Regions from separate parts of the Mus musculus genome. Here all the other regions are linked to region 4. Evidence: chromatin contacts called from public HiChIP or PLAC-seq and promoter capture Hi-C data. All regions are on one chromosome and are shown on one strand. The core of a region is the stretch at or near the end of the contact, and the rest is flanking DNA. Distances in the headings are between cores, read along the strand shown.

Region 1 (6,083 bases), core at 3,378-5,877, 910 kb before region 4:
ACCAGTGAAGTGAAACTTTACTGGAACAAATGACCCAGGTTAGCATGGGTTAAGTCAGCTGTGTGATTAAGAAGACGTCAGCATCATTGAAGCTGAAGTATTTTCTCCTGGTCAGCACAGAGCTGCTGTGGTCCAGACAGGGCCAAGGCTGCAACTCATGCTGTCAGGTGGATTTGGTAGTGTGTAAAAGTCTCCTAGGTGACATTGCTTTTAAAGGCATGAAGGGATTCTGGAGAATAGCTGAGGCTTGACACTGTGAGAGCCGGGTGGGGAGGGCGTTGGTGAAGGTGCAGCCTCACTTACAGTGGCAACCCCGGGATTTAAAGGGTTAGAGAGAGGAGCTGAGGCTTGGCACTCCCTGGAGAGGGCCCAGAAGTGGCTATTCGTGAAGGTTCACCTAAGGTGCAGTACAGACCCAAACATACCGGACACTGCAAAAAAAAAAAAGCAGCAAGTGTCAAATGCTGTTGGCCTATGTTCCAAGAGAAGCTGTATGCTCTGTGAATGGCAGACCCTGACAGGTGGAGCTGCCCAAGCTCTTTGGAGCCCAGAACGTCGTAAGGAATCCGCAGGTGCAAGACATTGAGCTATAGGATTTGATTTACACCGTTGAAGCTTGGTTTTGCTTTAATTTGATTGTGACTGGACTTTGATTTGTTTCCCTCTTAAAATAAGATGTTTAACTTCTTTTTGATTTTCATGCACCCACAATTAATAAATAACCTTTTAAAAGTTGGGATGTTTATATTATTATATTGATATTACTATGGGATCTTAAAGATAAACAAAAAAGAAGAGATTACTTTTTTAAAATTAGATATTTTCTTTATTTACATTTCAAATGCTATCCCGAAAAGTTCCCTATACCTCCCCCCCACCCTGCTCCCCTACCCACCCACTCCATTTCGTGGCCCTGGCATTCCCCTGTACTGGGGCGAGTTGTGTTGGTGTGCCAAATTGACAAGGGGCCAATCTCTCTGGTTGGTTTTACTTTATTTTATTTTTTTCATAACTTGACACAAGTTAGACTTAACAGGGAAGAGGATTTATCAGCTGAAGACATTCCTCCATAGGACTACCTGTAGGCATGTCTGTAGGGTATTTTCTTGATGAATAATGAATGTGGGAGACCCCAGCTCACTCAGTAAAGTGCTACCTCTGAACAGGTGGTCCTGGGTTCTCTAAGAAAGCAGGTTGAACAAGCTGTGAAGAGCAAGCCAGTGAGCAGCATCCCTCCATGGCCTGTGCTTTGGTCCCAGCCTGCAGGTTTCTGCACTGAGCCCTTGCCCTGACTACACTTCAGGATGGACTACAACTTTAAGCTGAAATAAACTATTTTCTACCAATGTTGTGGTGTTCTATCACAGTGATAGAAATCAAAGCGAGGCATCAGTCTTCTTGAAATTTTTTTTAGTGAACTTTTCTAGTCTTCTTTTGAGTTCTCCACTTGCAGAAATGCCTCCCAAGGGTGCTTAAGCATTTTGCTACTGGTATTGTTTTGACGTCACAGATGACCTCAAACCTAGGTTTTAATGACATTCCATTATTATCTAGCCTTTTCGAGAATCTGATGTTTTCTTGCTGCTAATAGCTCCTTAGCCATATAACTCCAATTTGAACTAATCATAACCACCCCTCCACTCCCCATTTCCTCTTTAGTCAACAAAAAAGGTTTGTACTGCCTGACAATAAGTTAAAAGGGCTTTTCTGGTGATTAGGTAAACTATATCTTATCCAAATGACTTTTTAAGGCTGAGATGATTCATGTGATAAATATTATCAAGCAGTTCCTAAGTTATTAGCACTGTGTTTAGTGCTAAACACATGGGGTACACAAGGTAAGTAGTCTACCAGACCAATGAGGGTGCTGCAGAGCAAATGAGCAACTGCAGTATGACAAACTATATGAAGCCAGAGCTCTACAAGCTATGGGAGCCCACGGGAGGAACAACTAATCCAGAGTTGGAGGTCGTGGAAGACAAAGCAGATGGTTAGCATTTGTCTGCTTATGCATTCATTGATTTATTTAACAAAAAATAGAGAGGTGGTATACATAAACAAGGCATTACAGAAACTATGTTTCTATTAAACATTTTCAAAATCTAGTATAAATTCAATAAGTTCTTATAATCTAGCACAAAAAGGTGACATTACGTTAAATGGGATAATACATCATTAAGGGAGGTTTTACAAAAATATGTATTCTGTATCAGCCGGGGTTCTCTGGAGAAATAGAATTGATAAAATGAATACATATACTCATTTATATGCTTTATATACATCACCATATATACATTATATATTATATATGATTTATGTATGTATTTATGAATATATTATACACACAAGCATACATATGGGATTAATTAGAGTTGCTTACAGGCAAGTCCAACGATGGCTGTCTATGTCTGTGGAGTCCAAGAATTCATTAGTTGTTCAGTCCTTGAAGCTGAATGTCTTAGCTGTTCTTCAGTTTATTTTGGACTCCAAGGTATGAAGTTGCCAGCAAAAGCAAGAGCAAGCAGGGAAAACAGCAAGTGCTTCCTTCTTCCATATTCTATTCAGGCTGCCAGCAAAAGTTTTGGCCCAGATTTAAGGTGGATCTTCCTGCTGCAAAAGATCTGGATTTAGGGTGCATCTTTCCACCTAAGATTATTCAATCAAGAAACCCCCCTCATTGGTGTACCCAGCCACTTGGGTTTTTATTAAATTCCAGATGTAGTCAACCTGACAAACAAGAAGAGTCGTCATAAATTCTGTGTGGAATTCTGCTTGTCCCTGCAGGCTAAGCACATGACAGAGCTAACAGCATGCCAGAATTAATAGAGACGTGAAAGAATATGAATTCTTCTTACCTGCAGTACAGCTACCAAGTGTGACAAAGACATGAACAGAGATTGACAATGAGTGGACAGGACGATGGTCATGGGATCACAAAAGATCTGTGCCATTATAACAGGGCAGGACTTATTCTAGAAACATGGGACACCATTGGGTAGTTTCCAGTCTGGAAGTGGCTGTTTAGATTTGTAAGCATGCAGTGACGGACCAGAAGAGGAAACGCTTTCCTAGGGCTTTATCTGCTGTAACTACAGCAGGATTTTCACTGCCATTTTCTCTGTGAGGCTCTGGGACTGAAAATATTCCCAAACTGAGGTAAAGCAACCCATCATCGCATTGGAATGTGCTTGGAAACTTCTAGCTAACCCACTCTGGGAATCTGGCTACAGAGTTGGTTCTGATTAGCTTTGTGTAACTGGTTGAATAGAATTTGTACCAACCTGAATCAGACCCTTTGAAGCTTCCTCTTTGGGTTGCTGTGAGGATTAAATAGGATAAGACATGCAAAGCCCTTGTCACATAAGACCTCATCAAATATTAGTCTTTTTTTTTAAAATCACAGTTACCCCATCATATATCCCCATCATATATCCAAACAGTGCTGTATGACTGTGTTCAGTATATGCTTACTGAAAAAGTTGTCTGTCTGTCTATCTATCTATCTATCTATCTATCTATCTATCTATCTATCTATATTTCTTGCCATTAGCCCAGGATACCTGGAGCTCACTATTTAACCCAGGTTGACCTCCACTGCTCCACAGTTCTACCTCAGCCTCCAGAGTGCTTGACTTACAGATTCCAGACACTATGATCAGCTATTAAGTAACAAACAAAACAAAACAACAACAAAAAAAGTTTTTTAAAAAATCTTTTTTTCAGAGATCCACGTTATTATAGCTACTCTTCACGGGTAGAAAGTCTTATTGTCAATGAAGAAATGGGAAATTTCGCTCAAGAAGCTGTTCCGAATCACATTTTGCCTGAGGAAACCCCTGTGAGGTACATGCAGAACAATCATTTTGACTCAGATACTCTAAAACTAGACTCGTTGCTTTTGAACTGGGCTTATGACAGGCACCTGATGCTTGCTGAGTTGAGAAAAGCATATAAGATGCTCTTAACAGATGCTGGCTCCTAATAGTACACACACACACACACACACACACACACACACACACACACAATAGCAAGTACTTCACAAATAGGGAACTATTATTCATGCTTCAGGTTTTGATAAAACTGTCCTTAAATGAGCTATTTTTCTCCCCATGAAAAATGTATAGAAAAGCTCATTGTCTTTAAGATAGTTTCAACCAGGGGCCTAGCACATCTGCTCACAAGCAGCTCACTGCCCCATGTGATGTATTCCTTCCTTTAGATTGGAGCAAATTACTCTTCGCCGGTCAAACTTATGAGTCAACTGCCCTTGGGCTTCTCTGCACTCTGCCAGCCACAGCCGGTGCACCCAAACCCTTTCCATGCGAATCCACTAAACAAGGTTTCCCTGGACCCAATATCATTCCCTAAGAGAGTACCCTGCCTAAAAGGTAACAGAGAAGGCTGAACCACTCTTGGGCCCACCCCTCCTCGCGGCAGCAGCCAATCGCTTTGCTCTGTAGTGCATCCGAAGCCTTGGATTGGACTCGCTGAGACCGGGCGCGGGAGTAGAGCGCAGGGGTGGAGCGCGAAGCCTTGTCCATCACGTGCGGCCGCGGGGTCTCTCCGCCTTCACCGCGCGCCCCGCGGCGCCGAGGGGGCGGAGCCCGAGATCCGCCGCGCCTGCGTGGTGTGCGTTCCCCGGAGCAGCAGCTGCTGCCACCGCCGCTGCTGCCGCCGCCGCCGCCGCCGCCGCCGCTGCGACCTCCGCGTTCGGTAGTAGAATTTGGAATCCCTGCACCGGGCTAACAATGAAGCAGAGTTCCAACGTGCCGGCTTTCCTCAGCAAGCTGTGGACGCTTGTGGAGGAAACCCACACCAACGAGTTCATCACCTGGAGTCAGGTAGGGTCGGGGACGCGGTGGCCTCGGGTCCCCCTTGTCGAACCGGCTCGGCTCGGCTCGGCTCGTTTCGGCTCGGCTCGGCTGGGCTGGGTTGGGCTGGGCTGGGCTGGGCTCGGCTTCTCCCGCGGCCTGCGGCGGCGCGCGGCCTCCCCACCTCGCGCGGACCCCCGGCTTTGTGTGCGCGGCGAGCCGGGCCCCGCAGGCTCCGTTCTCCTCCGGCCGCGCGCCGTGGGGGAGGGGCGCCCTGGTAACGGTCCCGCCGGCCCGGGGAGCTCGGAACCGGCCCCGGCGGCGCGTTCTGCACACTCATCCTCAGTCGTCTGCTCGCCGCGGGGCGCGGAGGTCGCGGAGCCCCGGGAGAGCGGGCGAGCGGGCTAGTGAGCGAGCACAGGTCTTATCTAAAGAAATCACCTCCGCGGGGATTGCTTGCCCTGGCGTCTGGGATCTTTTATGATGATAATGGGAAAATGTGCAGACTCCGACTGCTCTTGCCTTGAGCTTTTAAATTTTATTTATGTATTTTATTTATGTAGTTTTAACATAGAAATTTCCCAGTTATTGTTTTGAGACTGGGTCGTTTCTTTAAAATAATTCAAGTAAAAGTGCCTGTAGACTATGCTTAGTAACTTAGCGGCTTGGAGTTAAAAACCGAGTCGTTAAATTTCACAGAATAGTTGCCGGCATAGTGGTTTGTGGTTGCCTTGATCAGTTTGATCCAGATCCTCCTTATAAATAAAGATGACCTTAATCAAGCCCGGTATCTTGCCTGGTCTAAGTTATGTGTTAGATTGATGCGTTGCCTAGGTGACCCAAGACCCCCTCCCCCCAGTTCCACACAAAGATTCTTTGCAGAGTGATTCTTTACATCACTTGTGCCTTTCCTTTGCTAGACTCGCAATGCTTGGATTGTTCAAATCTCTTCATGAAGGGGATCGGCTCCTCTTACTGGAGTTGATGACTTATTCAGGGTATTTTCATGTTCACAGTTTTTGAGATGAGTAAGTGGGAAATACCTAGCTATATGTCAAATAAATGTTATCTCCTCCGTTTCATTTGTGCCCTTTTCTGTTGTTAAAACTAGTTTTCACCCTTGCCTGCTTTTAGGAGGTAACAGCAATAGAATATACCTGATATTTGGACAACTATGTCACTGAATTTTTGCTGAGTATTAGTGCCAAGTTTTAAAAATTTCTTTCTAGGATTTAATTTTCGTGTGTATTGTCACATAGGTGCCCCACC
Region 2 (5,661 bases), core at 2,534-5,033, 860 kb before region 4:
AATGCACTTCATTTGAGCTAGAGAAACAAAAGCCAGAGAGGGAGGGATGGGTGGGGAGGGAGGAGAGGGCTAGAGGAGGGGCCCCTGAAGGGCAGGAGGGACAGAGACTGAGACACTAGCTCAGAAATGAAATGAGAAAATAGCAGATCAAAATGAGAAAGGAATCATGGGAATAATGAAAAAAAAAAAAAGGCAAAAACAAAAGACCAAGCAAGCTACCCAGGAACAAAAAGACACTGCTGATAACAGAATTACAGATGGAAAATGTACTTGGGATAATTACCTAAATGCAGGCCAAGAAGAAGTAACAGTGACCGGACTTACCTTTTGCTTTAACGATGGAAAAAAATAATCAAGCAATTATTTCAGATACAGTATGAACTAATAAAACTGGAAAGAAGAAATGCAAGGTAGTGATTCTGGAAAGCAGATGGTGTCGACCCTAGGAGTTGCCCATCTTTCTAACTAGAATAGGTCAGCACAGCAATTTGCCTGAGGAGACAGAGCTGAGAATTCACAGAAGTGAAAGCAGCTAGCATTCCCAGGGCAGAATCCCAGCTGTCTAAAACAGGTTGAACTCATTTCACTTGTAAGCAAGCATCAAAGACATAAACATCTCTAAGTAATTTACCTATATCCAAGAGCATAGCCCAAGAATAGTTTTTAAACATTGAATGAAGTATATCCAGCCTTCATCAAGGTAAAACCTGTATCTGACATCTAACAGAGACTCAGAAGACATGGAGAAGAACAGGAATATACAACCCATGAGGGAGGACCAAGTAGGCAAAACCAATCTGCAAGGTAACATGTACAAATGTCCTTTGATACTGTTAACTACATTTTACACAGTCAAGACAGTGGAGGGAGCCTAGAGCATGGGAAGGAGACATGGAAGACGATTTAGAAGAACCTACTAATATTTGGAGACAAAAACAAGATATGTCAACTCAATACCATAAAACAAAGACATGGGTTTTCACATTTACACTGAGGAGCTTAGCCAACACAGGAGACAGGAATAAAAGATGAAAAACTCAGAACTGAAGAGAATAAAACAAGGCTCAGATGACCAGCAAGAGGAGTCTACAATATACTGACTACATAAAAGTAGACTTTATATGCAGGCAACACGTCACCACACTAGACTCCCCAAATATCCTAACCAGACAGGAACCTGCAAGTTTTCTCTGGGTGCACCAATAGCCTCAGATGAGCTTTCTGCTGCAAATGGCAAAACTAGATCAGTTCATTATAAAGTCAAAGCTGACAAGTCCTACTAAACTGCCTGTGTCTGAAAGCAATCAGGGATGATTTCTTAAAATAACAAAATTGTGTTACAAAACAAAAATGGAGCAGAGCTTGGCAGTGAAACGGGTGCTTGGTAATTCCTACATCTTTCCTCTTAATTACTTAGCTACATTAACTATCTGGGGTAAAGAAATGATTGTGATTGTTCACAAGATCTAGTTATTAAAAAGTATCTATTCAGAATACCAATGCTGACCTTATATTGAGGAAAGATATGTTAGTGGCTGGCAGTATTACAGTTAGATAAAAGGTCCAGAGATGCTCACATGTAAATTTTCTTTCATACATTTTTGTAGTTCAGGAGTAATGTTTTATAGTTACTTTATGAACCAGAAGCAAAGTGTTACTAAACTCGACTGAGTCTTCAAAAATCTGTTAAAAAATGAAAGCCTTTAAATTATGGATTACTTGACATACTTAATTATTTCAACCAGAGGAACAGTTGAATAAAATTTCACCTCATCAAAGTTCCCAAGCAAGTAAGCATATTAAACTTGGGAGTTGGAAAAGATGGAGGTGTACCTCCTAATACAAATTCTACTTACAGATATACACTGAAATCTAATAGTTAAAAGGAGCACACTGAACAAAAGGTATGATTCAAACTTCACACCATGAACCTCCAGATGAGTCAGAAGAAAGGTGCATCATGATGAACAACTTGCCCCCTAGTTCCAGTCATACCTAACCCTGCTATTGTTGCAACCTCTTCAGTGTACCTAGGTATAATAAAATGATGCTGGCAAGACAGCACCAGTTTCATCAAAGACATTCCTTTCGTGAACAAAAGTGTCAATCTAAGTTGTAGATGTAGTCATGCAATGTATCCAATGGTGTTCTCCAAAGCTATTTTGACTTAAAACACACATATACAAAAATTCCTTAAAACTTAAAAAGACAAAAGAGAACAACAACAACAACAGTGCTCAAAACTAAACTGGAAAATAATAAAATGGAGAATTCATATCCCTCTAACTCTATGGTCTCAATGGAATTGCTGTGTGCCCACACCACAACCAAGCTAATTCTAGTATTACAAATTAAATAACTCAACATCCTAACAAACAAACCAAGGAAACATTTTATAATAACTACTTACAATTGTTATGTGTATGCATATGTGTCTTATGTGTGGGAGTATGTGCCCATGGGAGCCAACTGTCAGTGGAGAGTAGACAGGGGGTGTGAGATTCCCTGGAACTGGAGTTACAAGCAGTGAACTGCCGAATGTGTGGGTGCTGGTAACTAAACTCCATAATCTAGCAAAAGCAGCAAGCTGAGTCATCTCCCCAGCTCCTATTTATTAAGTTTTACTACACTTAATTTTGCCTTCTGTATAAAGGGGTCAACAGACTCAATTAGGCTCTCCGAGGTCAAATTTCCTTATCCAACTGCAAATAGCAAAATATAAGGGAATAGCTCATTGGACTTACAAACAGTATTGAGTAAAAACTAAGCATAATTCTCGTCATATCATACCAAAGCAGTTTTCAAATGATGAGGCATGTAAACTAGCCAGTACATTGGTTACATATACACAAAGGGATGATTTAGTTAAAAAAGATTGTTCCGAGTTAAACTTAGAAATCATTGGCCAAAGAATAAGATTTGAATCCAAATACCTCACCCAAAGCAATGAAGCTTTTTATTATAAACTGCTCTGCCAATGTTTTGTCTATTAGAGAACGGGGTCATCTGTGCCATCTGGTTTACGAAATCTTGCCACTGTTCTAGAGGATTGTACTGCCTCACGAAAATGCAACATACCCTTCCTATAGCATCAACTTTCAGATTGCACGTTCATGTTTTACGTCAAAAAAAAAAAAAATCAGTACCCACAGACCTGAACACCTTTTCTAGAAACATAAATTTGGAAATATAAGAATCAAAGCAAACAAAACCGAAAAAGGTACGTAGTAAGGGAATTTGACTTCTGTATTAAAAACAAGAACAAAAAAAACCCGGTAAGACTACGTCGACACTTGTCGAGATGTCCCAAATAACGGGCCCGACTCCCTGGCGGCTGCGTGTCAGAACAAAAGAGGCCTCCGGGAATGACAGTGCCGCAGTGCGAGGTCGCCGGAATCGGGGTGACAAGGAGAAACTCAGTGCCCGTGGGAGGAAGGAGCTGGAACGGCGACGGCCGAGGCTCCCACGAGAGAGAAAGCCATTGCTCGGGAGACGCCCCGCTCCGCCCGGCCTCACCCTCACTAGGCTCCAGCCCCGAAGCGGAGCCGCAAAGACCGGAGGAGGGCGGATAAACCCAGCTCGCACGGGCCGCGAGCCCCAGGTCGCCTTACCCAGCTCGCCACGGAGCACAGCCCCAGAACGCTCCCCATCGCCGCCGCGTCACCAGCTCGGCGCGTGCCGACAAGATGGAGACAGCTTCTTTCGTCCTTTTTCTGGGCTTATTTACTGTCTGGCAGGCACTTCCGGCGCAGACGCACAAGCCCCTCAGCTTCGCGTGCGTCACTTCCGCTCAGACCTGGACCCGGTGACTGCTGCCGGGCGTGCGCAATGCGCCGAGAGGAAGGGCGTGGTCTTCAGCGATGCTAGATTTGTGGCTTCATGGAGTGGGCCTACTTTGCCAAGTAAAGAAGACTGTGTTAGGGAAGGCCTCTGTCATTGTCTTGAATTTGGACGTTAGAAGAGCTACTGTTACTGTTTTTTGGTTCCTCTTGGGATTTAGCCATCTCATTTCCACTAAAGTCCCCTTTTTAGTTTTGTTTTCTTTGTTGTTGTTCTACTAACATACATATTTTACTCCTGCAGCCACTATGTGGAACAAGTTTCACTGGTGTGTGTATATATGTGTGTGTGTGTGTGTGTGTGTGTGTGTGTGTGTATGTATGTTATATATCATATATATACATATATGTATGTATATATGTATATAATATATATCTGTGTGTACATATATATGTGTCCGTATATATATATGCGCGCGTGTGTGTGTGTGTGTGTGTATGTGTGTGTGTGTGTGTGTGTGTGTGTGTGTGTGTGTATTTCCCCCGCAAGTTTGGGCCTTTCCGTTCTTTTGTTTACTATTGAGACACATTTTAACATGTACTTGAAAAAGGGTTCACTTAGTTAAGACATTTATTATAGTATAGGGGTTTATTAACAGCTATCCGGACATACAATTGACATCCTTGTTTTGATGTGTATGTTTGGGCTGTGTTCATAGAAAAGTGTCGATTCTTATTTTTCTGTAATTTGCCCTTGAAAACATTCCATGAGAAGAGTTTGGTACACAGACATCACTTTGAAATACCCATTACTATAAATATTTTAAAATAAAGATGTCTCATAAAATTGACAAAAAACGCATATAGAGGGGTGGAGTAACCCTTATCAATCTGGCAGAACTACAACTGTTAACTAACACAGACCAAAGAGTGGGGATAAAATTGAAAACAGAAGATAATCAGCCTGTGTGTTTTGAGCATGCAAATCTGTAAAGTCTCTGGTATCCGTTCCCTAGTATTTGGAAGTTCAAGATTCAAAAAACAAAAAACAAAAAACAAAAAGAAAAAAACAGAACACACAGAGCTACAAAATGTTCAGTGAGTCCATTTGTAGTTGGAGATAGATATGGAAGACTGGGAACCATTGTAGTTACAAGAGTCCTGAAAGTAGAGCCCAACATTTCAAGACATAAACTATCACGTAGAGGCTATTTGTACCTCCTCTGATTGATAATGTGACCTCTATACTCTTTCGCCCAAGTGTAAAACTCTGTTTTCAGTATAAGTTGTGAAGACACTAGCTGTTACAGTTAGTATTGTCAACTTGACAGAATCTAGGTTCATCTCTGGCCATGCCTATGCAGGATCATCCTGGTTACTCTAATTGATATGGGCCTTAATTGTGAACAGAGCTGTGATGGGCTATAACCTTGACTTACGAGCTAAAATAAGCCCTCACTCTCTAAGCTTCTTTGATGAGAGTATTTTATCACTGCAAAAACAGAAGGGAGGGAGGGAGAGAGGGAGGGAGGGAGGGAGGGAGGGAGGGAGGGAGGGAGGGAGGGAGGGAGGGAGGGAAAACAAGACACCATTAGTAAGATGCTTGATTTCTCAAAAGCTTAGTGTCTTTATTAATATATATGGGTATAAGATTCAACTATAGAACTGTAAGGGTTAAATTATATGACACATGTTTTTACAAGTGCAAATGCTAGCACCATATACAGGAGTCCATAGAAAATCAACACAGGTTATTTTCTCTACTTTCTTCCCTACCAAAATTACCACTGTCTGTGATTTGCCAACCTAGGTTGGATACAGCCTCCACCTAATGGGTTGCGTCAGTTTCTCAGGTGATGTCTCCATGTTCCTTTATATTTTC
Region 3 (5,840 bases), core at 340-2,839, 600 kb before region 4:
GGCTCTCAACTGTGTCTGAATGATCATCTCTGGTTGGATCACAGTTATAATGAGCAAAACTGGTATTCTGATCATTAGTTCACTTTCTTTTAAAATGTTCAAGCTCTTGCTATCTTGCTGATCCATTTCTGCATTTCAAGCTCACCACCATTTCCCGGCTTTACTTTCCCTGTACTCTTTAGACTGTAGACTGAGAAATTGCAGAAGTGACCATGTCTGTTGCAGGGAAGCATGCATGGTTCTTGAACTGCTCTGAATCACCCCAATGATGTAGCAAAACTTGGAGGAGTCTACCAGGATCTGAAAGGAAACTTAGTGTCCATTAAAAAAAATTTATTCACAAGATATAATGTCTAAATCATGCAGATATAAAACAAAGTTTTTTTCCTCTGATGGAAAATAAATATATTTGTAAAATATAATGGTAAAAGTACCTAAAGAAAATACAAAAATAATGTATCCTAAGCCAAATATGTGTGATCCTAGGCTAAGAACACAGATCCTGGTTTCTCTAAATGACTGTTTCAACATGGAATAGGTTACAGAAACTTACAGTTATAGAACAAAGAAAATAATAAATCAATACACTTACCAGATATGTTCCTATTACAAAGAATGTAAATCTAAGTAGGTAAACTATAAAGTTTCAATGTAGTATTCTTAATTCTATAGTTGGAGGATATTGAAAAACCATTTAAGCTTAGTGACAGAGATACTCTTTTAATCATGAAAATGGTATGCTAGATACACAAATTAAGGCATTTGAGTATTAAAGAGGCCATGGTATCCCAAGACAATGTGGGTGTCCACCTAAAACACCCATCTTCCCATAATAAGTACCTTGAACTCAGCTAAAGCATAGTATTTTGTCAGGACCTTTTAACACAGCACGGCTTCCTCAAGACGCCACAGCTCACATCTTTTATGAGGTCAGCATCTCTCAAAGGTTTGCTCTTCTCCAAAGACACCCTACGTTTTATAAATTAAAGTTGTTGGCTATATTATAAAGAGAGCGCATTCTCATAAATTCCTAGAGAGAGAACAAAGAATACATATTACACACAGTCTGTGGGTTTTGGTGTCTTTGCCAATACTTATAAAACTTTTGGAATAGAAAAATCAACAGTCTCTATTTGTATTTACCAGGTAGGTTGCATGAGGACGTGCTTAACTCAGTTGTGGAAAGGAAAACGTTCAGCCTGGTGAACCTGGGACATAGTTTGCCGACTCCACCTATCTATCACCTTGGAGTACTATGAAGCCACACATGGCCAGCCCAGCTAATCTGTTCATTTATCAGCGGTGGCCTGAGGCTTGGGAGTTTACATTTCTGTCATAAATCCCAGGTAGCGAAACCATTGAGGAAATCCAAACCCATTCTTGTACTCGTTTGTCTTAACTATGATTCAGGGTTCTCCTGCCTTTTCAAGTACCTCTGCTAAATGGCCCTGTCAGGTAGGCGCTCCTGGGGTTCAGGGAAGGAAACAATACGGGGTTGGAGCAAGAACATTGTTTCCCATTGACCTAAGAAATTAAGGAAGCATATTAAAATAAAGGAGTCCAGAAGGTCAGAAGAACTCGTGCTCAGGGGAATCTAATATTACACGTGATCTGCTTGCTGGGCGTCAACACAAGGAAAGGCTCTGGCTTCCTCTCCACCCCTAGGGCCTGCGGGTCTCAGCGGCGCCCAAGCTCCAGTCTAGCGTCCTGGGGCAGTGGCCTCCACCATGGCGTTGCTGGGCAACTTCCTTTGCTGCCTACTGGTTGCCTGGCTCTGCGGCCCGGGGCTCGGGGTGCCCCTGGCGCCGGCGGATCGCGCCCCAGCTGTGGGTGAGTGGACCGATCGGGACTGCACAGGACGGTGGAGGGGGTCGGCGAAGTCATGAAGGTGCCGGGTGCGTAGGCAGCGGGGCACAGGACGCCGCCACACTGGTCACTGTGGCCAAAGGCCAGACAGCAAGGTCACTGGGTCTGAGTCATGGTGGGGGCGCCCCGTGGGCGCCAGTATGGAGCCGAGCCGCCTGCTGGGCGTTTGTTTACATCCCGGGTCTGGGTGGTTTAGTTCCCAGGGGAGGAAAGTCTGAAGCTGTTGTCTGGTGGGAAATGCCGCTCAGAATTGGCTGTGGGCATTCCCGGAGTCACCTAGTCTGCCCAGAGCAGAGGAGGACCTACAGGGTCCCTACACCTGGATGTAGCTTCAGTCCTATTCTGTTCTGCTCAGTGACGTCGGAGCCTAATTCTGCCTCTTCAGGTCTCCGAGGCGTCTGGTCTCTTTCGTTCTTAACATAAAACCCCTGAGCCCTTCCGCAGCCCTTGGTGCACTTGGGGTCTTGCGTTTGTGGTGTGTTCTGTTTACCGGGAGCCTATTACTCTGTTTCTGCAATCTTGGCCTGCCCTGCCCTGCCCTGCCCCCTCAGTCTCCTTCCACCCAGCAGTAGCAGCTGCCAAACTTGGTGGGAAAAAAAAAAATCGGTAAGTTAAGCCCCACTCCAAAATTACTGGATCCAGACCGGTGGGAATGGATTCCTGGGCACAGTTTAACACTCTTCATCCCTCTCAAATTAGAAAATCCCCGTCCAGACTGAATGTTTAGTAAGACTGTAGGTTGCCTTCTGGGTTTTAAAACTTAAGGTGACGCTCCCCTCCCCCATCTCCCTAGCTCCGTTTAAAAATAATTGCTCTAGTTGGGGGGTTTGTTTTGATTTGCAGAGAGAGCTATCCTTGAGACTTTCACCTGTGCTCAGAACTGAAACTCTCCTGCTGTCTGCCTCCTCTCCATGCCTGCCTCTGATCTGCACAGGACTTCCCTGAATGGGGTCCAGGGAATCCCTTCTCCTTGCTTATGAGTGAAGTACACCTGACTTAGCTGTCAAGCTTTTGCAAGCCACAGCTGTATGTCCGGTTTGTCAACTCTGGCAAATAACACCTGTAACAGAAATAGCCCCCAGAATGTGTACATATGTGGCTGCCTCGTGTTTTTATATTGCTGGAATTGTGCTATTTTAAATTTGTGACTGCTCCGGATTTTGACCTGGAAATGTCTCAGGCTGCACCACAGGTAAATTCGCCTTTGGTTTTAATGAATTAATTGCTGAAAGAAGTCATAAAACTTTGCCCGTGATCATGTGACTCTCCTTCTGATACCTTCCTGTTTTGGTAGCGGGAGGGAGAGAGAATAACCAGACCTGTTGACTCTGGTTTCACATTGCATGGATTATTTTACCTGCTTTCCACTTGACTAGAAGGCCTCTCTCCCCCTGGCCCCTTTGCACTTCCCTCCACAACTTCCACCCAGCCTGGCCTCTGCTTGTTTCCTAACTGTGTTTAAGTTCCCAGTCTTAGTTTTCCCCCTTGCCAAGTCCATGTGACTAGAGGACCACCACCCTGGGTGTTTGGCTTCATTTTTAAAAGATTTAGTAGGCTGTCACCTGCTGGTGTACTTAGCACACAGCAACTGACTTTATAAACAGATCAACCAACGCCCACTTAAACGACTACATACAATTGTCCATATAATTATGGTTCATTGGGTTTGCTGGGACAAATTATTAAGCATTCTTTGACTGAATTTTTTTTTCTGAAAATTTTGAGTATCTCTTTAAATAAATTTGAGCACTTATGTAGACTGTGTAACACACATATCTTGAAAAAATATTTGAAAAGTTTATCTGGGGGATAAGAAAGAAATTTTGGTAAAGGACTTTGGGCATTTTTGGCCAAAAAATTTAGATTTGAGTGTGCTATGGACTGTGTCACAGGCTGGATTGGTGACCTTACAAACTCGCGCACACACACAGGCACAGACACATATATACAGACACACACAGAGACACACACACACAACCACATTTTATGTACAATATCATTGGCGTTAGGATGTAAAACCTCCAGATGTTCTGACTCATTTCAAGCCATCCTTTAGTGAATCTAATTACCCCCTCATTTGTCTATCCAGCAATGTGATGTGGTAGAAATAGCACCTTGGCATCTGGAGAAACAGGTTCTAGCTCAGCTTTTATTGCCTGGTCACATGATCTGGAGGGAATCCTGAAATTTGCCTTTGCCTCAATGCCATGAATTGTAAAATTAAAGAATCTTTGTTAAGGGCCCACTCCATCAGACTCATTCCTGTTCTTGGAGCTCTGTGAACCAGGTACTGCATTATGTCATAGGGATGTGCTCAAAATCCATTGCAAGATTTGGATTATGAAAAATTTAATCCATTCATGATCTCATTTACTTTAATCCTCAATGTACCTTTTGTGTAGATATCATTATCTACTTTGGTACAAGGCAGCTTATTTGACTAAGTATATGAGAGGCATTGTACAGTGATTAAAGGCAACATGTCTCCCGAAGTGTGGCCCCTGAACCAGTGTCAGCCCTTTACTTTATGACAGATGACCTGGGTTTAATCTCTGCGTGTTCCACTTTCCTGTCTGTTTTGCTGGGTGATAATGATGAAAAGCTTATAAAATAGTACTAAACATATCATAAGTGCTGGATGAAATTGAATATTTTACATGCAAAAGGGAAAGTTCAATGTCAGGATGTAGGTTTTATAAATGGTAGTAAAACTAACACATAGCTAGTTCAGTGTCACATGCTCTTTGAGGGCTTAAAGGATCTTTTAATGGCATCTTAAAGGCTGCCATTACTATTCCCATATGACAGATGAAACAGGCCAAGATCTTACAGACTAATAACTGGGTGCTAATCTCTTATGTTGGAAGTCTGGCTGTCTGATTCTGACACCAATCTGTTTTCTGTGTAGTTACTGTTTGTTGACAGTCTAAAAATAATATAAGCACTGGTTGACACAAAACTGAGATGCAGTCTATACGCCCTGCGGACGGGCAAACTGCATGAAAATTCCAATCTAACTGCTTTCTCTGCTTTTGGTGCTAGATAGAGTGGATCTGAACTCCAAGTTTAGGGCTTTTTCTGCTTTGTAAAATGAAAGAAATTACCCTTTGCTGATATTTTCAAATAGTGCTTAAGTACTGAGTAGTTGACCACATATACAATTTTACATCAATTTTCATCTGGATTTCACGTCGTCAATGTTTTACATGTCAACTCTTGTTATAAAATTATGCTGGTGCTGGCAAAAAATGACCACCAAAAATGCTAACTTATTGTTGATACTTAGCAAGTTCACTGTAGTTTTAATTTCATTTCTGAGGCTGTAATCAAATGGCTGCCCCATTATTGCTGGTGAGAGACCAAATCTTTTGCGTTCAGACTCCATCTTAGAGAATCTGACCTAAGGTTAAACTCAACTTAACTAGTAGGCCAGAACCTAACACCAGTTTCCAGGCTACCCAACAAGACCTGTGTTTAACACCAGTTTTCAGCTTACTCCCCAACAAAACCTCTGTCTAACACCAGTTTCCAGATTATTCCCCAAGAAATCTACCCCTCCAGGTTACAAGCTTGTCCCTGGCACTTCACTTCCTAACAACCATAAATCAGGAAAAAAGCAAAAGTTAAGTTTATGGTTTGGCTCCCAACACCAGCCAATTATGTTAAAGGCCATAATAGCCCCAATCAGATATGTACCAGGCTAGATATCCCCCTTTCTTGACCCCAAAAGTACTTTCCTAAAACTAGGCTGTGTCGGAGTTGGTGGGGAGCCCAAGCTCGAGCTTGAATAAAGAGACCCTAATGTGATTGCATCCGAATCAGCTCCTTGGCGGTCTTTTGGGGTTCATGAATGTTTCCTGGCACAACAGCTGGGAAGTCTGAGCAGGTACTTAAAACAGCTAGTCAGCATTCACAGTCCAGAGCAGAGAGAGAATAAAGAATGCATACTTGCTTGTGTTCAGTCCTCTCTACAT
Region 4 (5,765 bases), core at 3,077-5,576:
AGCAGAATGGATCTTATTTTGTAGATTCCAGTATCAAGGAATATTATATTGTACACACAAGGAGAAAGAGAGTAAAATATTGTTTAGCCATCAAAACAGAAAGAATTTGTGTCATTTCAACACTAGAAATCATTGATTAAATAAAATAAACTAAGTTTAGAAAGTCCTGCATGCTTTCACTTACATTTGTAAGCTAACAGTTTATCTCAGAGTGGTTACCAGTGGCTAAGCAAGGAGAAGGCTTGGGTAATGAAAAGAGGTGGTAATTGGAAACCAAGATACAGAGGAACCAGAGGAACAACTTATGTTACATATGGTATACTTCAGTTGGATAACTTTGGTAAGCAACAATTAATTGACTCGTTCTAAATAGCTAGTAGGGAAATTTTTGAATTTTCTACACTTTCCCCAAAGAAATGATGTATAATTAAGATGATTAAGGTGTTAAGCTAGTTTACCCTGGTCTGATCTTTCCAAAGTGTGTGTGTGTGTGTGTGTGTGTGTGTGTGTGTGTAAATGTCACACTGTACCACATTGATGTGAACAGTTACTGGGTCAATAAAACTACATGTTTTAGCACATGCCTATAATCCCAGCATTTCTGGGCTGAGGCAAAAGAAACACCAGTGTAAGGCAAGCCTGGGTTACAATATGAGACCTTGTCCCCCCAACCCCCCCCAAAAAAAATTTAACAATGCTCTGTTTAAATGTGGCATAGCTGTGCATGCCTTTAATTGCAGCTTTTAGGATATAAAACAGTAAGATTGGGAGCCAAGGCCAGCCTCCACTTCATAGTGAATTTGAGATGCCTATGAAACACTGTCTCCAAAAACAAAATGAAATAGACCTTAAAGATACAGGTCTTAGTACTTAGTATCAGGCATCACCCTTAGCCTAGTTTCAGCTGCCAATAGAGAAAACAATAAAAGATCTTCTCACCACTTTCTGTAAATATGACAGGTGATCCAGAACAATCACTATCTGGCCTGCCTAGAAGCCAGTCCTCTCACATCAACTTTTTGCAAAGACATGTTTTGTTACATGGGCTACTAATTTGGAGACCCAGAGCCATGTGTTAGCTCTACCTCTCTGCAGGCTGGTAGAAGAATTTACAGGAGAGGAATGAGAGGTTGTTTATTGGCTGGACTGTCAGAAGGGGGCCTTTTAGGTTCTTGGTGCAGCCATTTGTGGCCATCACATTTCTTTATAGGTCATAAGTTTACACAAGAGATACATTCTGAGGGAGGTTTTGAACTTGTGATATCTGATATAAGGTCACTGAGTGGAGGATCTTTGTTGTTTGTTTTTCAATGGAAGACACCCTTACTGGTGGTAGGCAAGTAATCTACCACTGAGCTACATCCGAAGACCTTTCAAATAAAAGTTGGTCTTTGGTTTTTTGTTTGTTTGGTTTTTTGGGGGTTTTTTTTTTTAGATAGAATTTTTTTTTTAATCATTTTATTAGTTTACATTCAACCCCCCTATTCCATCCCCTTCTCCCCCCTCCCCTTTGCCTCTAAGAGGGTGCTTCTCCACCCACTCACCCACTTCTGCCTCACCGCTCTAGCATCCCCTATGCTGAGGCATCAAGCCTCCAGGACCAAGGGCCTCCCCTCCCACTGATGCCACATAAGGCCATCCTCTGCTACATATGTATCTGGAGCCATGGTTCCCTCCATGTTCACTCTTTGGTTGGTGGTTTAGCCCCTGGGAGCTCTGGATGGTCCAGATAGTTGATATTGTTCTTCCTATAGGGTTGCAATTCCCTTCAGCTCCTTCAGTCCTTCCCCTAGCTCTTCCATTGGGGTCCCCGGGCTCAGTCACATGGTTAGCTGTGAGTATCTGTATCTGTATTGGTCAGGTGCTGGTAGAAACTCTCAGGTAATAGCCATACCAGGCTCCTCTCAGCAAGCATTCTTGATATCAGTAATAGTGGTGGAGTTTGGTGTCTGCAGATGGGATGGATCCCTAGGTGGGGCAGTCTCCGGATGGCCTTTCCTTCAACCCCTGTTCCATTTTTTGTCCCTGTCTTTCCTTTGGAAAGAAATATTTCTGGGTTAACAATTTTGAGATGGGTGGGTGGCCCCATCCCTCAACTGGGGGCCGTGCCTATCTACTGGAGTTGGTCTCCACAGGTTCTATCTTCCCTTTGTTTCTTATTTTGGCTAAAGTCATCCCTCTAGGGTCCTGGGAGTCTCTCATTTCTCTGGCAGCTGGGACTTTCTAGTGGCTACCCACAGTTCCCCACCCCCCACTGCTACATATTTCTATTTGATTTCCTGACCCTCTGTACTTCTCCCCTGCCCCTTCAAATACCTGGCCCTGCCCTACTTTTCCTCTCCCCTCCCAGGTCCCTCTCTCTACCTTCTGTGATTATTTTGTTCCCCCTTCTATATAGGATTGAAGTAACCACACTTTGGTCTTCCTTCTTCTTAAGCTCCATATGGTTTGTGGGTTGTATCGTGGGTATTCTGAGCATTTGAGCTAACATGGTATGTACTCACTGATAAGTGGATATTAGACAGAATCTTACTGTATAATTCAGGCTGGCCTTTATCGTTGTGGAGCCCGTGGTGGGTTTAAATTCTAAATTCGTCTGCCTCAGCCTCTCAAGTGCTTGTATTATTGGCATGCACCCCCACTCCTAGCAGCTCTTTCAAAGTTAAAGTATGATTGGAATATAGCTCAACAGATTCACTCTCAGCATCTCTTAAGTGAAGGATAAATCTACATTTACACAGAAGCCTCTAAACAACTTTCATTGGCAATAGCCTAAAACTATGAAGTACTTAAATCTTCAGTGAGTGAATGGTTTAACTACATATATATTAATACTGCTGAATATTATGCAGCAACATAAGATCAAACTACATATACGTATCTAGCAACCTGGACAGATCTCAGTGACTGTGACTAAACAAAACCAACCTTCGGCCAGCACATATAGTAGGGTTCCACAAATGACACGTTATACAGGTGAAAAACAGATTAGTTAAGGAGTACAGTAAGGAGATTTCTATGGGCAGAGATCATGTCCTGCTTGATTGGTGGCCACAGTAGCTACACACTCAGTGGCAGTAGAACAGCTATGCCACTGCCAGGCTCCCAACTTCGCTGCTCTATTTCCCCTTCTTCAGAGAGGAAACTGAAGGAGTGGCTTATGCTCCGTCAGCACGAGGCTGAAGAATTGTCTGGTTCTGTCCTTCCTGTTTTACTTTGTCCTAATGAAAAGAAACCAAAACCAAGAGAGTATAGATGAATGGAAAGGGTGATATTTGCACAGGGAAGCTGTCTCTAGGGCTTTCCCTCTTCTGGCATCCACCAGTCTGGGGTCCAAGCAGGTCCAGGGCTGCAGTCTTGGAATTCCTCATCATTTTGATATCTCTGGATTCAAAGTAGGGAGGTGTGATCTCAGTTCCTGCTTCTGGTCCCATTTTGTACCTGCCATATACTGGTTTTGAGTTCCTGTTTTATTTCCCAGTGATTCTGTTCAGCCATTTTCTCTCATAGAAGTTACAGCATAGCCCTGTCACTTATTATTCAGCCTCTTTGTGGCCTTGGTTTTCTTACTTGTGAATAGCACCTGTTTCATAGAGGATATGGTGATATGATAGGAGACACTATTCACGGTTACTCAGGTCTCAACTGTTGCTTGTCTCTCAAAGGGCATATGGCTCTTCTGTTATCACTATGACCTGCAGTGCTTAGCGCCGTGCCTGCTCACAGTTCTTTGAGGTGCTTGCTTTGGGTAGGATGGCTTGTTGGACTAGAGAATGGAACCACAGAAGAACCCTGCACCCTGTGTTGCCTCATGCTTCTCTGTTGCTATTATCATCATGACAAACACAATTACAAGACAGTAGTAGTTTAAGCTAAATATAGCAGGAATACCATGAAGAATCCGTGACTCTCCTGTTACAGGATTAGCTGGGATTAAATTGAAGAATTACAGTTAAACTCTAGTCTGGTTTACACTGCTCCATTCATTGAAGCCTTTACTATGCTGTTACTTTTATCAAGAACAAAGATAATAAATGGCTACATAGAGCTTCCCTTCAGGGGCTCACAGGTCCTTTCTGAAGCTTATCAAGCTTTTCAAAAATTTCTGTGTATACCCAAATGGAGACTCACTCAGACACAAATTGTCACTAACACGTGAAATGGTTTTGGGAGCTTCTAGAAGTCATAATAGATCCAGACTGCTGTGCTGCAGAGCTCTTAACATGAAAAGTCAGGAGTGACCCTGGCAGCTGGGTGACGCATGTGGGAACAGTGGGAGTGACCCTGGCTGGGAAACAGGAGGCCTGGATATTGTTTCTCTTCTCTGTATCCTGCTCGGCATCACAGGACTCTGAACTCTCAAGCTTGTACAATGGCCTTCCCAGGACGGGCACGCCCGTGCACTATCCCAGAGAATGAAGAAATCCCCCAAACAGCCCTTAACAGCGTCCTTGAAGCTAATGGGAATGAAGACGAGAGGGCTGTGTCAAACCTGCAGCGCAGGCACAGTGACGTAAAGGTCTACAAGGAATTCTGTGATTTTTATGCGAAATTGTGAGTCTCTTCCCTCCTAAAATACAGGCTTTCAAGTCTCCAGATCTTCAGTTCTGCATTTCCTAGCCATTTAAGCCAGCTAGTGTGTTTTAATTTAGCAGGGCTTTTCCAGGGTGTACGGAGGGCTGGGGGTGGTTCTCAGATTGCCTTGTCTTATAAACTTCCACCAGAGGACATACTAGATGTCAAGGAAAATGCCACCTTCCTGGGAAGAATAGACAGCGCTCATCTTTCTAATAATGGTACATTTTCACTGTGTTATCCATAAGAGAAGTTGGCACTTGTGTTGTCAGGATCTATAGCAGGAAAAATATACTCTGAGAGTTCCCAAATATGAAACTAAAAATTTAATCGATAAACACTTTGTTGGGGATTTATCCCATAATCAATATTTGAGGTGGTTAATAAACTCTCAAGATATTTGATAACAGAATTTTATATATTGTATTTTAAGAGTAGGAAATTTGTTTCACATGTGGAGATAAATGAGATGTAAAAATTGGAAGGTTTGATTGTGGTTTCCTATGTTAGCCGAGTTATGGAGGTGGGTGTGTAACATCAGTCCTGGTTGGCTTTTGTAGACATGTATTCTCTCCGCTCCCATGTTTTCTTTGTCATCAACACTTTTAGTGAAAAAACATTTTCTGGAAAATTAAGCAATTAGGTATAACCAATCTAATGACTTATCTCTTTAAAAATAGCTTCTTCATACATTGTTAAATACTGTCAAGTATAAAAAAAATGTGAACAATACAGGAGAGTCAGGCAAGAGAGAAGCTGAGTATGTAATCCCAACACTTGGGAGGTGTGGAGGGTCAGGAATTTGAGATCAGCCTTGGCTACATGAGACCCAGTCTCAAAGAAAGAAAAAAGAGCACCAACTGCCAGCCAACAAGGTGAGAGGGAGGGGAAGCCTGAGCTCAGTTGGGAGGCACGCGGTCGCTGTTTTCTGTCCCTGCTTTGGTCACTAAGGGGAGTTCATATATATGAATATGTGTGTAAAACATTCATCTACCTACGCACTTGGCCAAGTCTACTTGAGTTTTCAAACATAATTAAGTCTGGAATGTAGCTGTAGTGAATATAAACAGGTCAGTGCTAATAGCATTTTTATCAGCACCATTTTAAAAAAGATTGAAATCCAATACTTCTTGTATGAGAAATATGTATTTATTCGATTAAAAGTGACATATTACATGCTAGTAATACAG

The links. Promoter capture Hi-C pulls out the DNA fragments that hold promoters and counts their contacts. HiChIP or PLAC-seq counts read pairs in DNA pulled down with a chosen protein or histone mark.
Region 1: a contact with region 4 is called in a promoter capture Hi-C map of pre-B cells, with 4 times the contacts expected there. The contact joins the promoter of Hsf2 here to the promoter of Lims1 in region 4. A contact is called at or near these places in 6 of 39 promoter capture datasets (the 3T3-L1 cell line, the HPC-7 cell line, embryonic stem cells and 3 more), 1 of 484 Hi-C or Micro-C datasets (cardiomyocytes), 6 of 115 datasets of contacts at active chromatin or transcription factors (the NIH/3T3 cell line, astrocytes, embryonic forebrain and 3 more) and 1 of 9 other capture datasets (adipose tissue).
Region 2: a promoter capture Hi-C map of pre-B cells shows a contact between it and region 4, with 4 times the contacts expected there. The contact joins the promoter of Serinc1 here to the promoter of Lims1 in region 4. A contact is called at or near these places in 4 of 39 promoter capture datasets (embryonic stem cells, hippocampal neurons, liver and 1 more) and 2 of 115 datasets of contacts at active chromatin or transcription factors (astrocytes and embryonic stem cells).
Region 3: an H3K4me3 HiChIP or PLAC-seq map of bone marrow-derived macrophages shows a contact between it and region 4, with 4 times the contacts expected there. The contact joins the promoter of Smpdl3a here to the promoter of Lims1 in region 4. A contact is called at or near these places in 4 of 39 promoter capture datasets (cranial neural crest, neutrophils, second pharyngeal arch cranial neural crest and 1 more), 1 of 484 Hi-C or Micro-C datasets (CD8 T cells), 5 of 115 datasets of contacts at active chromatin or transcription factors (astrocytes, bone marrow-derived macrophages, embryonic hindbrain and 2 more) and 1 of 9 other capture datasets (embryonic stem cells).

Annotation. Positions count from the first base shown.
Region 1 is chr10:57,481,758-57,487,840 of GRCm38.p6, forward strand. It overlaps Hsf2 (heat shock factor 2), which reads left to right and starts at 4,628. Exons shown (of 12, transcript NM_008297.3): 1 at 4,628-4,844. The coding sequence starts at 4,752. It overlaps 4930467K11Rik (RIKEN cDNA 4930467K11 gene), which reads right to left and starts at 4,596. Exons shown (of 4, transcript NR_045353.1): 1 at 4,426-4,596; 2 at 3,282-3,317; 3 at 2,381-2,610.
Region 2 is chr10:57,528,746-57,534,406 of GRCm38.p6, forward strand. It overlaps Serinc1 (serine incorporator 1), which reads right to left and starts at 3,784. Exons shown (of 9, transcript NM_019760.3): 1 at 3,612-3,784. The coding sequence starts at 3,650.
Region 3 is chr10:57,792,955-57,798,794 of GRCm38.p6, forward strand. Smpdl3a (sphingomyelin phosphodiesterase, acid-like 3A) reads left to right here and starts at 1,590. Exons shown (of 8, transcript NM_020561.2): 1 at 1,590-1,830. The coding sequence starts at 1,728.
Region 4 is chr10:58,390,047-58,395,811 of GRCm38.p6, forward strand. Lims1 (LIM and senescent cell antigen-like domains 1) reads left to right here and starts at 4,327. Exons shown (of 11, transcript NM_001193303.1): 1 at 4,327-4,554. The coding sequence starts at 4,373.